Regions from separate parts of the Mus musculus genome. Here regions 1 and 2 are each linked to region 3. Evidence: chromatin contacts called from public HiChIP or PLAC-seq and promoter capture Hi-C data. All regions are on one chromosome and are shown on one strand. Each heading gives the region's core, a stretch centred on a gene start, on an enhancer-like site or on the middle of the called end of the contact. The rest is flanking DNA. Distances are from core to core; before and after follow the strand shown. Region 1 overlaps Mthfd1l (methylenetetrahydrofolate dehydrogenase (NADP+ dependent) 1-like). Region 2 overlaps Mthfd1l (methylenetetrahydrofolate dehydrogenase (NADP+ dependent) 1-like). Region 3 holds the start of Mthfd1l (methylenetetrahydrofolate dehydrogenase (NADP+ dependent) 1-like).

Region 1 (3,564 bases), core at 457-2,956, 110 kb after region 3:
TAGAGAGTCCAGGGTTCCTTTGTTCTTCTTGACTCATAGCCAGCTGCTAGAGTGCGGTGGAGGGTTTATTTTTGGTTTTGTTCTGTTTTGTTTTTGTTTTGTTTTGTTTTTGTTTTAGTTTTGAGCATTATAAGATGCTATGTCTTAGTTAAATGCTACGAGTGGTGACCAAAAATATCTCCAGAAACTGCTGAGTTTCCCCTCACCTTCACTAGTGGGAGGGGATGCAGGGACGAATATCACTTCACTCAGGAGGAACTCAATGACATTTTATGGTTTGCAGTGCCATAGGGTGGGTAAAGGCGGGTCAAGCACGAGAACAGCCAGCTCTAAGGATGACACAGGGTAGAATTCAGATTTACCTGCATAAAGTGAATAAATACGATTTCAATACCAAGTGCAAGCCTTTAATCTCAGCACTTGGGAGGCAGAGGCAGATGGATCTCTGTGAGTTTGAGGCCAGCTGGGGCCACATAGTGAATTTTAGGCCTGCCAGGGTTACATAGTATGACCCTGTCTAGGGGGAAGGGGGAGAATTGAAGTATAGAAATCATTTCGAGAAGAAAAGGCCACATCAATATTCCCTCACGGATGGAATAGTGGCTGGTGACAGCCCCACCCAAAAGGACCATAAGCGGTTAATGGTTGCTTCAGAGGAGGTAGTCTTATTCCTAGGTGGTATAGCACTGCTAAGTCACCATTGCTTGTGCAAGCAATCATAATGAAATGAAGTGGGCCCCAAGACAAATAATAAAAATGGTAACAAGACAGGAGGGAGGGAGGCTTGCTGGGAAGGGGTTTGGTGGGAAGGGAAAAGGGGGAGGTAGATAGATAATAGGGAGGAGCAGAATGTGGACTTTGAAAACAGAAGGCAGGCAGAGCCATGCTGCTTGCTCATGGGGCACTTTAGAGCAGATAAGTGCAATTATGGGCTTGCTTTCATCACTAAATGAGGACGTCTCCTACAGGCGATTGCACAGGCACGCCACAGAGGTGTAGAGGCTCAGGACTTGTCAAGTGAGGAAAAAAAGTGAAAGTTTTTCCAAAATTCCGAGACGTACACAATTATTGAGAAGCGTTGTGTCATGGGTCACAAAACATGCAGGAAAGTCAGAGCCACTCCTGTCCAGGCAACAGAGGAGCCCGGATCTACAACTGGGTTCCTCGTCCGATCTCCAGAAGGTGCCTGAGGCTTAGGAGCCAGAAAAAGACTAAGAATGTCATCCTAAAATTCCTCACAGTTCCAGGCTTTTTATGAACCTGTATCTGACAGGACTTCTCTAGAAAAAGGTAATATTAATAAAGATGGTGTGTACTTTGAAATCTGAGAGTTGTCACCCTGTTTCTTCATTGTATATAATGAGCCAGAGATAACATAGGGAAACTTGGCAAATACAAACTCCCTCCTTCAGGGGTGGTGTAGAGAGCACATGGCATGCCTCTGTCGCATTTTTGTGGCCGTCCTGGTCATTCCTTCTCTATGATCTTTACACCAGGACTCTTAAGTGCTCTTGGGGATTGTCATGGCCAAGACAGCTGCCTGCACTTCAACCTCCTTCTGCACCCAGAGTTCCAAGTCCCTCCTAGCCGGGACCCAATGCCCCCGGCCCCTTTTCTGAGCTGCTTGTAGGTTTCTGACATTTGAATCAAGCCATCCTGCAGGATCATGCCTGTGCTTACTCAGTGAGCCCATCCGTCAGCATTTCCTGTTTCCATTCATGCTGTAAGTGAAAGAGCTGTAACAAAGAGATTGCCAAGACAAATCATGGCTGAGGCTTACACAAATAATTTTTATCACAAGCCTCTTTTAAATAGGCAGCCTTCCGAAACCTGCATTCCACGCTTTTCAGGAAAGCCAAGTCATGCTAAGCAAACTCGATTCATGATTTAAGGCTATGTCTATTAAATTCAATATGAGATTGATCTTTGGCTTGGCTCTTGAACCTTCTACTAGGGATAGCAAGTAAGATAAGGGAATAAATTGCTTCTTTTAGGTCACCGTGGAGGTTTTAACTTGTTGGTCATTCTCAGGAAGTCGTGAGGAAGTGAAACCTACAGGAAGAGCAACTTGTCCTTTCTCACAAGGGTGGGCTTCTTATCAAGGCCCATGGGGTGGGGCTAACCCTGCAGTCGTCAATCTCCAAGTTAGTCACTGTTGGTGCCTTAGCAAAGCGCTTCTTGCTTTACTTTAGTAAAGGCTGATCACCCATCAGCTCACCTTCTCCCTTGGCAGCCTGCAGCCTGGAGACAAATGACCTTAGAATGGTCACGTGCTCAGAAAACAGAGCGGCTTTCAAAGCCTGGGAATCTGGCTCTTCCGTTTCCTGCACAGCGTTTTGGCAGCTAGCCTTCCCAGCCGCCGCCCACTTCCTTCCCCTAGCTGAAGCTCTCTTTTCTCCACTCTTGTTTATTTCCAGTTTGTGTCTTAAAGAACGGAATTGATCTTAATTTCTCTATTTAGACACTCGAGGCGATGATCTCATTCATTGTCAGATGCGAGTGGCGTTTACACCATTGCATCTAGGATTAAAATTGTCAAAACAGTTTTGTAAGGAAGAAAGAGGGTAGGTAAGACAGACATGGTTTTCTTCCTATTTTTAATGTCTGTCCTGTTGAGTTGTGACCTTTGCATCGGCTGTTGAATCGCACGCTATTCGTTTATGCACTTTTATGTCAGGGACTGTGTTAGGTGTTAGAGACAGACAAGTAAGGCTGTCCTCTCCTCTAAGGAAGAGCTAGCAGACTGGGCTCATGTGGATGCAAAACTTGGGAATGGGGGCGGGGAAAAACAACAGCAGAGGTGGAAGATGCCCACGAGGACAAGAAGGGAAATTCCCCTGCCTGAGATTCAGGCAACCTCCTAGGATGTAAGCCCTTGGACTGGGGTTTAGATGCTGTGTCTAAGAAGCAGGGAAGGAAAGAAAGGAATTTTCTGGGTGGGAAAGAACAGCAGAGATGATAGTAATATAGTAGGGTTGTTTTAGGAAACTTGGTAGCTAGATGCTACTACAGAATGAGGGGTGTGTGTGTGTGTGTGTGTGTGTGTGTGTGTGTGTGTGTTCCTGCATATGTGCATCTTTGTATACATTTGGGATGTGAATGTGTGCAGAGGTCAGAGGACAACCACAGGTGTCAGTCCTCAAAGTGTCACCCACCTCACCCTTCCCCTTTTTGAAGACACTGTCATATAGGTCTGAAACTGAACAATGAAGGCTACACTGGCTGCCTATCCAGCCCCAGAGATCGACCTGCCTCTGCCTTCCCAGTCTGGGATTATAAACATAAGCTACCATGCCTGGCTTTTTAGAACATGGGCTCTGGGAATCGAACTCACATTCCTATGTTTATGCAAACATTGTACCAAACTGAGTACCTTCCCTGCCCCTGAAGTGTGGGGGGAGACAGAGCAGGGATGGTTTACATGAGCAAAGCTTTAAGGCTTCATGGTAAAGATGATCAGAACTTTTTCTCCTTAAGATGACAGCAAACTTATGAATGGAGGAGAGTGAGGGGACCATGCTGAGAGTTAAGACAGCAGCTGATACTAAGCAGAGGAGTGGTTAT
Region 2 (3,649 bases), core at 647-3,146, 88 kb after region 3:
ATCTGCTTCTAGCTTGCAGACACAGTTTTTTACCCTCTAGTAAATCGGGATGTGGTAGTGGAGACAGACCTTTAGAGTCTCAGCAGAGAGTGGGGTGCACTGTGGGAGCCAGGTTCTGTGTTGGATAACAGGAACCTGGAGACAGGCGGGGGCATCTCCTGGACAGGATCTTCTTTGTTTCCTGTCCTACAACATCATGTTCAGTTCTGCTTCTACATCTAGGCAAGGACTCCTTTTGTCTACCCAGAATAATTATTCTAAGATAATGGAATCAACAGTCCATTTAGCCTGACAACAGAGCGGTGTTTATTTAATCAGCTGCATGAATATGTCAGACGAGAGCAGGGCTTCATGAGAATTTTAGAGAAATCACCACAGCGACTGTAATGGCCCCTTTCTATTAGCCAGTGGTTCCCATGGGAGTCCACTCAACCTCCGTGTACCGCCGAAAGGCAGGCTGCTCTTGGGCAGCAAACACAACTCGAGGGTTATTTTTACAAAAAGAAAAAGAACATTGACATTCTACATTTTTAATTATTATTACTATCTCATTTAAAGTGTTTGTAAGAATCTCAAAATTGTGCACAAACCTTAGCTTTTTCTTTCTTGTTTTTATTCCTTTTTTTTTTTTTTTTAATTTTCTTTGACAATTTTCAGGTAAAGACTCATGTCTACTTGAAAATGTGGACCTGGAACTGTACATGCTCATAGCCAAGGGCTCTTATAGCCAAAATAGCCACAGCCACAGAAGTTCATGGATAGACTCTGAAGGTCTACTGCCCCCTCCTGTAGTTAAATACTGATAAAATAGACCAGATGTCATGGCATATGCTTGTAGTCTTAGAAGGCCAGCCCACCCTAGTCTCAATGACTCAAGCATCCTCCACCTAAATCAATGAATAAATCAACTTAATTATGATGCGATACCATGCTAATACATCTTAATATGTGTAGTAATAGGTTGTGTTTGTATCTCCCCCAATCGCCCACTTCCTATTGCTGTAGTGCAGTGCCGCAGACTATGTCTTAAAAGAAGTCCGATTGGACTTTTGTTCTTAGTGTGGGTTGGCTGAGGACTCACATCTTCTGAGGCCCTTCTGGCTGGCAGAGTTGTGAGGCAACAAAAAAACACACAAGAGTCAGAGAGAGAATATATGGGTGTGCATGCTGTGTGTGTACACGCACATGCATGAGTGTGGGGTATGTATATGTGCATGCATAGGCCTGGAGTCTGTGGATGTGTGTGCATTGCATGGATATGAGGTATATGTATGTGCATGTATGGGTATGGGGGTGTGTATGTGCATGCATGGAGTGTGTGTATCTGTGTGTGCACATGCATGTGTGTGGTATGTATGTATGAATGCATGCATGGATGAGGGATGTATGTACATGTATGTATGACTATGGGGGCTGCACATGCACTCATCTGTTCTTCTCTCTCCTTTTTTAAAGTTTCTTTGTTTTTTCTCTGGGTTTTTTGGGGGTGTGGGGCTGTTTCTTGCACATGTGAGTGGAGATGACTTAGCAGTCCAGAAGAGGGCATCAGATCCCATGAGCAACAGGTGGCTGTGAGCACACATGATATTGGTATTGGGAACCAAACTCAGGTCCTCTACCAGGGCAGCACACCAGAGCTCTTACCTAAGGATCCATTTCTCCAACCCAGGAGAGCTTTTTAAGACAGGGCCTCAGTTAGTAGCTTTATTTGGCCTGGAACTCACTGTGTACACTAGGATAGCAGAGACTCTCTGAGCTCTGCTTCCTGAGTCACAGCCACCGCCCCATTCCTCTTCTCAAAAGCCCGCCAGTATTCCATTACAAGACACCCACCCTGCTGGCCCCATTGAATCCCCACCAGCTCTGAACACCAGAGCTGGTGTCAAGCAGACTTCACCCTCTCGTGCCTCATAGCGTCTATTTAGATCCAATGGGAGTGCAGGGAGGAAAAAACAGTGTTCTGATACAGCACTCTCCTACCGGGAAATGTCTTTCTGATGGATTGCTGAGTCAAGGTCACCTTGGGTACCACTGACTTTAGGCATCTTTCTTTTGACTTTATCCCTTGTCCTTTAAGACGCTTGTAAATCTTGCCTCTTGAGTTTCAGAGGAATCCACTGAGTAGTTACACCCAGCTTATTCTCGCCATCTGTTTTATTGCAATGAAATGTTAAATACTCCATCATTTAGGTAGAAGAAAGCCAGACCAAACTAAACATTCCTATAATTTCATCCACCCTTTAAAAAAAAAAGATCTGAGATCTGAGTTGCAATAGTGTCCAGCTTCTGAGCTGAGGTTCCTGGAGCTCACCCTGTTGACATCTAAAACTCTGCTCTTGGTCAGGGGCCTCATTCTGTTATGAAGTTCATTCTTGGGTCTTGAGTAACCCTATACATAATCACGTCAGGGGTAAGAACTGCATTATTAGCAATCTGGCTGGAGGGGACATGCAGCCCCAGCCGCCGCTGAGTCCAGGGAATGGAGTTTTAGCAAAGCCACACTGTGGGGATGTTGGTGTGTGGTGTCCCTGGATGTCTGTATCCTGCAGCTCCTTGCCAACTCCCGTTCTCCAGCCCCTCTGTGCTGACCTCTCCCTTCTATGCATGCTTCTATACAGACTGACCTCTCCCTTCTATGCTTCCATACAGACTGACCTCTTTGTGGTTTAATTGTGCTTTTAGTTTCTAACAGGTAGTCTTCAGCCTTTGAAAAGAAAAAAAGAAAGAAAGGAAGCAAGGAAGAGAGGGGGAAGGAGGGAGGGAGGGAGGAAGGAAAACACTGAGAAAGACAGACAGACAGACAGACAGACAGACAGACAGACACTGAAGGAGTCCCAGTGGTAAAGTGCTTTTCTGGCATAGTCAAAGCTATAGGTTCAACCCCCAGCACAAAGGAATAACAAAGGCTAGACAGATGGCTTGATGGTTAAGAGTCACTGCTGCTCACACAGAGGACCTGGGTTCAAATCCCAGCACCCACATAGCAGCTCACAACTATCTGTAACTCCAGTTTCAAGGATCTGATGCCCTCTTTCTGGTATTAGTGTGCACCAAACATGTGGTGCATATACATGTACACAAACACTAATACATGTAAAAATGGAAAATAAGTAAAGAAGATTGGAATCTTTTGGTTATCTGCTACTTGGGAAAGTCTTCAGACTAAGTTACCCGATCCCCATGTTCCAGTCGATTTCCCCAAGTCTTGTTAGTTTGTTTGTTTTGGGTTTAGGTTTTGTTTTTTGAAATAGGGTTTCTCTGTGTAGCTCTAGCTGTACTATAACTTGTTTATAGATCAGACTAGTCTCGAAATCAGAGATCTGCTTGCCTCTTTGTCCCGCATGCTGGGACATACACACACACACACACACACACACACACACACACACACACACACACACACACGCATCTCTAGCTTCATCACATCTTAATGTGCTGTTTGTGTGTGCTTTAGGTTCAAGGGTTGATTGTTATAAGACAGATAGAGCTAGCCTGGAGATAAGAGTCCATGGCAGAGTCTAGCATGGCTGGGGCCTTAGAGTCAATTCCCAGCACTCGAAAAGAAGGCAGAGACATGAGATGTGATCAGAACCTCTGTGACTTTGCTGCTGTGACTTGAATCGTTGGCTGCCTAATTCCTCTTAGCAAC
Region 3 (3,636 bases), core at 261-2,760:
AGCACAGTGACATCGTCCACCCAGCTGTCTGTGGTCTATCTCTCTACCTGCTTGATACTAGCCCTGAACTCACTGCTAAGAAGCATGAAGGGAGTTTACAAGCTCGTAAGTCAGCCTGCCTTGCTTTCCCAGGCTAGAGGTAAGAGCCTTATTATCTATCCCTGCAGGCAGAGTGAGCTTCACATTTCCCACAGCTCTTGTTCCTCTAGACGCACCACAGTCCTGGGAGATGTCGCACAGTATTGAGTTTATTCCACAGATGAGAAATGTTGTGTTTAGGGATCCCCAATCTAAAAGGGACATCTATCAAACCTGCCCTAATAAATGAATGGACATGGCCAGAAGATAGATTCCAATATCCCTTCCATGGGCTCATCTCTAAGGGCTTAAATTCCTCCATGTATAAGCTTCAACTCTTAAAATATGCCTCCATCTCCCAGTAACCAAGAGGGTGACCAGGTTTTTAATATATGGACCTTTGGGACACATATCCAACCTACAGCAGTGAGGAAGGCAGAGGATATCCTGTAAACACTGTCTGACTCAACCTCATCGTAGGCACTTTTCATAGGGAGTAAGTTTCTGTGGCTCCAAGTTCCAACTAGATGTGTGTATTTTTTTTTTTCTTAAACTTTTTACCCTCTTTGGAACCTGCTTGTCCATGCATTTCAAAAACATGGCCCCCGTGTGTCAGTGAGGTGGCTCAACAGGTATAGTCACTTGCTGCCAAACCTATGAAGTTGAGTTCTATCCCTAGAACAATCCTTCTGCCCAGCACCTCAGCACGCCGCTGCTGACCCCAAGATAGAATCAGAGAACTGGTTTCTTCAGGTTGTCCTATCCTTTACTTGCTGCAAGCTCAAGGACACAAGTAAAACTTAAAAAGAGGAAGAGGAGGAGGGCACGTGGAATTGGGCAAGCTCACAGCTCTGCCAGCAAACCAAATGACTTCTCTTGATCGCAGGTTCTCCTGGTTAGAAATCAGACGAATGGCGTTCCATTTCTTACATCTGTTGGGGTTAATAAATATATCTTTCCAGCACACAAGACAGCGTGAGCACTCAAAAAACGGTCTCTGCCTTGCACAAATTCTACCCTACCTCATTTGTGGTCTACAAAGTTACTATGTTATTCCCACTAGCCTTGGAAATTATAAACTTGGAAGACTCAGTCCTAAAACCATTGACGTTAATCTGCTTAAGGCTACAAAACCAGCATTTGCATTGCAAACTCTAAGAACGACATTTAGCCCTAGGCCACCTCCCACGTAATAAACACTTCCTTCTGAAGGTCTAAACTGGACTTAGGACCACTACCTCCTGAGGAAAGTGAGCTGCATTATGAAGACCAAGGGTGGCATCAGGTTTTGAGGCAGAAGGGCTGGCCATACAATCTCAGGGCAAGGGCTCAGCACCACGCTGATGCCCCACCTCCTATGCCTTGACTTTCTGGCAACTCCAACCAAAAGCTTCACGTCCGCTGGCCCCCGCCCTGTTAACGTCACGGCCACTTGGTACAGTGCCCCCTAGGGGCCTCAGTTCCTCCCACGAGGAAGAGTCTAGTCTTTCCTGCTGCTGGCCCTTTACTGTGCCGCTTGGCTCTCTGGTGCCTCCCACGCCAGCCCGGGGAAGAACTTGCAGCCGCATCTCGGCGCCTGGGGATAACCAGTCACCCCGCACTCTGCAGCAGCATGAGCGTCCGCCTCCCTCTCCTGCTTCGCCAGCTCGGCCGCCAGCAGCTGCCCTCGGGCCCGGCGTGTCGCCTCCGTGAGCTGTGTCGCTCAGGCAGCAGAAGCAGCAGCAGCGGAGGTGGTGACCCCGAGGGGTTACGCGGGCGGCGGCTGCAGGATGGCCAAACCTTCAGCAGCCATGGCCCAGGCAATCCGGAAGCCCCCGGGATGGACTCCATCGTCAGGTGAGTGTCCTGTTTGTCTACAGGCAGGTCCCTAGCCAGGGACCCAAGGACCCAATGGCACTCTCGGCCGCTGGGAGACCCGAGGGACCGTTCGTAGGGCGGGAAACAGAGAATGCTTGGTTCCGACTTGCTAGAGACGCCTTGCGATTGGCAGAGAGGGCGTGGGGGCGAAGGGGAACGTCCGGAGTATGGGACCCGGTAGATGAGGGCATCCCCCCCAGCCGGCGCGCGCCTCACGGACCGCACGCCCCGCTCCACGTGCACCGCCCGCCTCCGGCTCTGATGCAACCGCGCCGGGCGTGGCGCCGACAGGAAAAGGGCGGTGCGGCCCTGGGCGGGAGAGAAGCAAGGAGGATGGCCCTACAATCCCGCCACTGCTGATGTCCCACTACTGAAGGAGGGGCGGGCTAAACCCCTTGCGGAAGCCCTCTAGGTCTAGGCGTACGGTCCGCTCCGGAGCATCGCTGCTCAGAGAGCACACAGGTTCCGGTGCAGCAGTATCTGGAAAGTTCATTCTATATCCGGTGGTGATCTGAGCAGAGTCATCTGGTCAGACCCTATAGTGAGTTTGCTAGGCCACTGCTGTGCAGAGGCACCTACCTGCAAAGGGCGGGAAAGCCCTTTTCTGCTTTGATTCCCAACTGGGGCTATGGAAACAAATGAGCAAAAATAATCTGCCCCCAGGGGCTGTCACACATATATCCCGCAACAAGTAGTCATTATTTTTACAATAAACTAAACTAAGCTCTACAAACTTGGTGTAATGAGCATGACAGTAAATACTTAAGGTTCAGTGAACTAAAAAGCAGAATTTAAAATGTTACATGGGTACGTTTGTAATAAGGAAAAACGTTCTCACAGTTTTTTGATAAAATCCAACATTTTATGGACACTGACATTTCAATTTCATGTGGTTTTCACGTGCTATGAAGTATCCTTATTTCTGTTTTTCTACCAGTTGTTTAAAAATGGAAGCTCAGGCTAGGGAGACTGCTCAGTTAAGTACTGAGTAAAAGTACTGGCTGGGGGAAACATGAAGACCTAAGTTCCATCCCCAGTACCCATGTGGGCATGGTGGCATACTCTTGACATCCCAGTCCCTGAGAGGCAGAGAAGGTCAGATCGTGAAGCTCACTGGCCAGCCCACACAGCATAATCCAGACCAATGACAGGTCCTGTATCCAAAATTAAAGTGAGCAACTGTTGAGGGACAGCATCCAGAGTTGACCTATGGCGTGTACACACAACACACATGCATCAGAACATGCATCCTTGAATATATAAGTAAAAACATATGTGTGCATGCACGTGTCCTTAGCTAAATGGGTGGCTCTGCTTCAGAACCAGAGGTCAGTGCTTAGGAATCGGATGCCTTCCTTCTGCAGTGTGCCTGTGTCACTGGGTGTGTGAGCAGGGACAAGCTATTGGTCTTACCATGTTCAACTGCAAATGGAGATCATAATGCCACCTACTTCAATGAAGCAATTCTAAGATTTATACTAACCCAGCAATCTGAATGTGTGTGCTGGAGACAGTCTGGGAGATCCAGTGGTCATGTGAGCTTGAAACCCAGAGTCTTATTACTGAAAAAGAGGAGTTGGGAAGACTATCTGGAGGAAGCAGCTGGGGTCGGCTTTATTTTCACAGCTATTCTGTAACATGTATCTGATAATGGCCAAAGCAAAGAGTTTTAAAACAGCTCTCCACTTCTTTGACCATGGA

What was found. Promoter capture Hi-C pulls out the DNA fragments that hold promoters and counts their contacts. HiChIP or PLAC-seq counts read pairs in DNA pulled down with a chosen protein or histone mark.
Region 1: a promoter capture Hi-C map of liver shows a contact between it and region 3, with 1.6 times the contacts expected there. The contact joins the enhancer-like site here to the promoter of Mthfd1l in region 3. A contact is called at or near these places in 3 of 39 promoter capture datasets (embryonic stem cells and liver), 3 of 115 datasets of contacts at active chromatin or transcription factors (embryonic stem cells, memory CD8 T cells and pancreatic cancer cells) and 1 of 9 other capture datasets (embryonic stem cells).
Region 2: an H3K27ac HiChIP or PLAC-seq map of embryonic stem cells shows a contact between it and region 3, with 7 read pairs. The contact joins the enhancer-like site here to the promoter of Mthfd1l in region 3. A contact is called at or near these places in 1 of 39 promoter capture datasets (embryonic stem cells), 2 of 484 Hi-C or Micro-C datasets (embryonic stem cells and induced pluripotent stem cells), 2 of 115 datasets of contacts at active chromatin or transcription factors (embryonic stem cells and pancreatic cancer cells) and 1 of 9 other capture datasets (embryonic stem cells).

What each region holds. Positions count from the first base shown.
Region 1 is chr10:4,077,740-4,081,303 of GRCm38.p6, forward strand. All of the region lies in intron 20 of Mthfd1l (methylenetetrahydrofolate dehydrogenase (NADP+ dependent) 1-like), which reads left to right. Gm40591 (a long non-coding RNA gene) reads right to left here. Exons shown (of 5, transcript XR_003948987.1): 5 at 1-362. Among named protein-coding and RNA genes, the nearest start is that of Gm40591, 9.8 kb to the right of the region's middle. Within about 2 kb of position 1,707, at least 145 of the 459 cell types and tissues checked have an H3K27ac peak or open chromatin away from gene starts, as enhancers often do. A contact at or near this core is called in liver and memory CD8 T cells, where this site is marked.
Region 2 is chr10:4,059,350-4,062,998 of GRCm38.p6, forward strand. The region is part of intron 20 of Mthfd1l (methylenetetrahydrofolate dehydrogenase (NADP+ dependent) 1-like); the gene reads left to right. Among named protein-coding and RNA genes, the nearest start is that of Gm40591, 28 kb to the right of the region's middle. Within about 2 kb of position 1,897, at least 7 of the 459 cell types and tissues checked have an H3K27ac peak or open chromatin away from gene starts, as enhancers often do. A contact at or near this core is called in embryonic stem cells and induced pluripotent stem cells, where this site is marked.
Region 3 is chr10:3,971,565-3,975,200 of GRCm38.p6, forward strand. Mthfd1l (methylenetetrahydrofolate dehydrogenase (NADP+ dependent) 1-like) reads left to right here and starts at 1,511. Exons shown (of 28, transcript NM_172308.4): 1 at 1,511-1,914. The coding sequence starts at 1,691.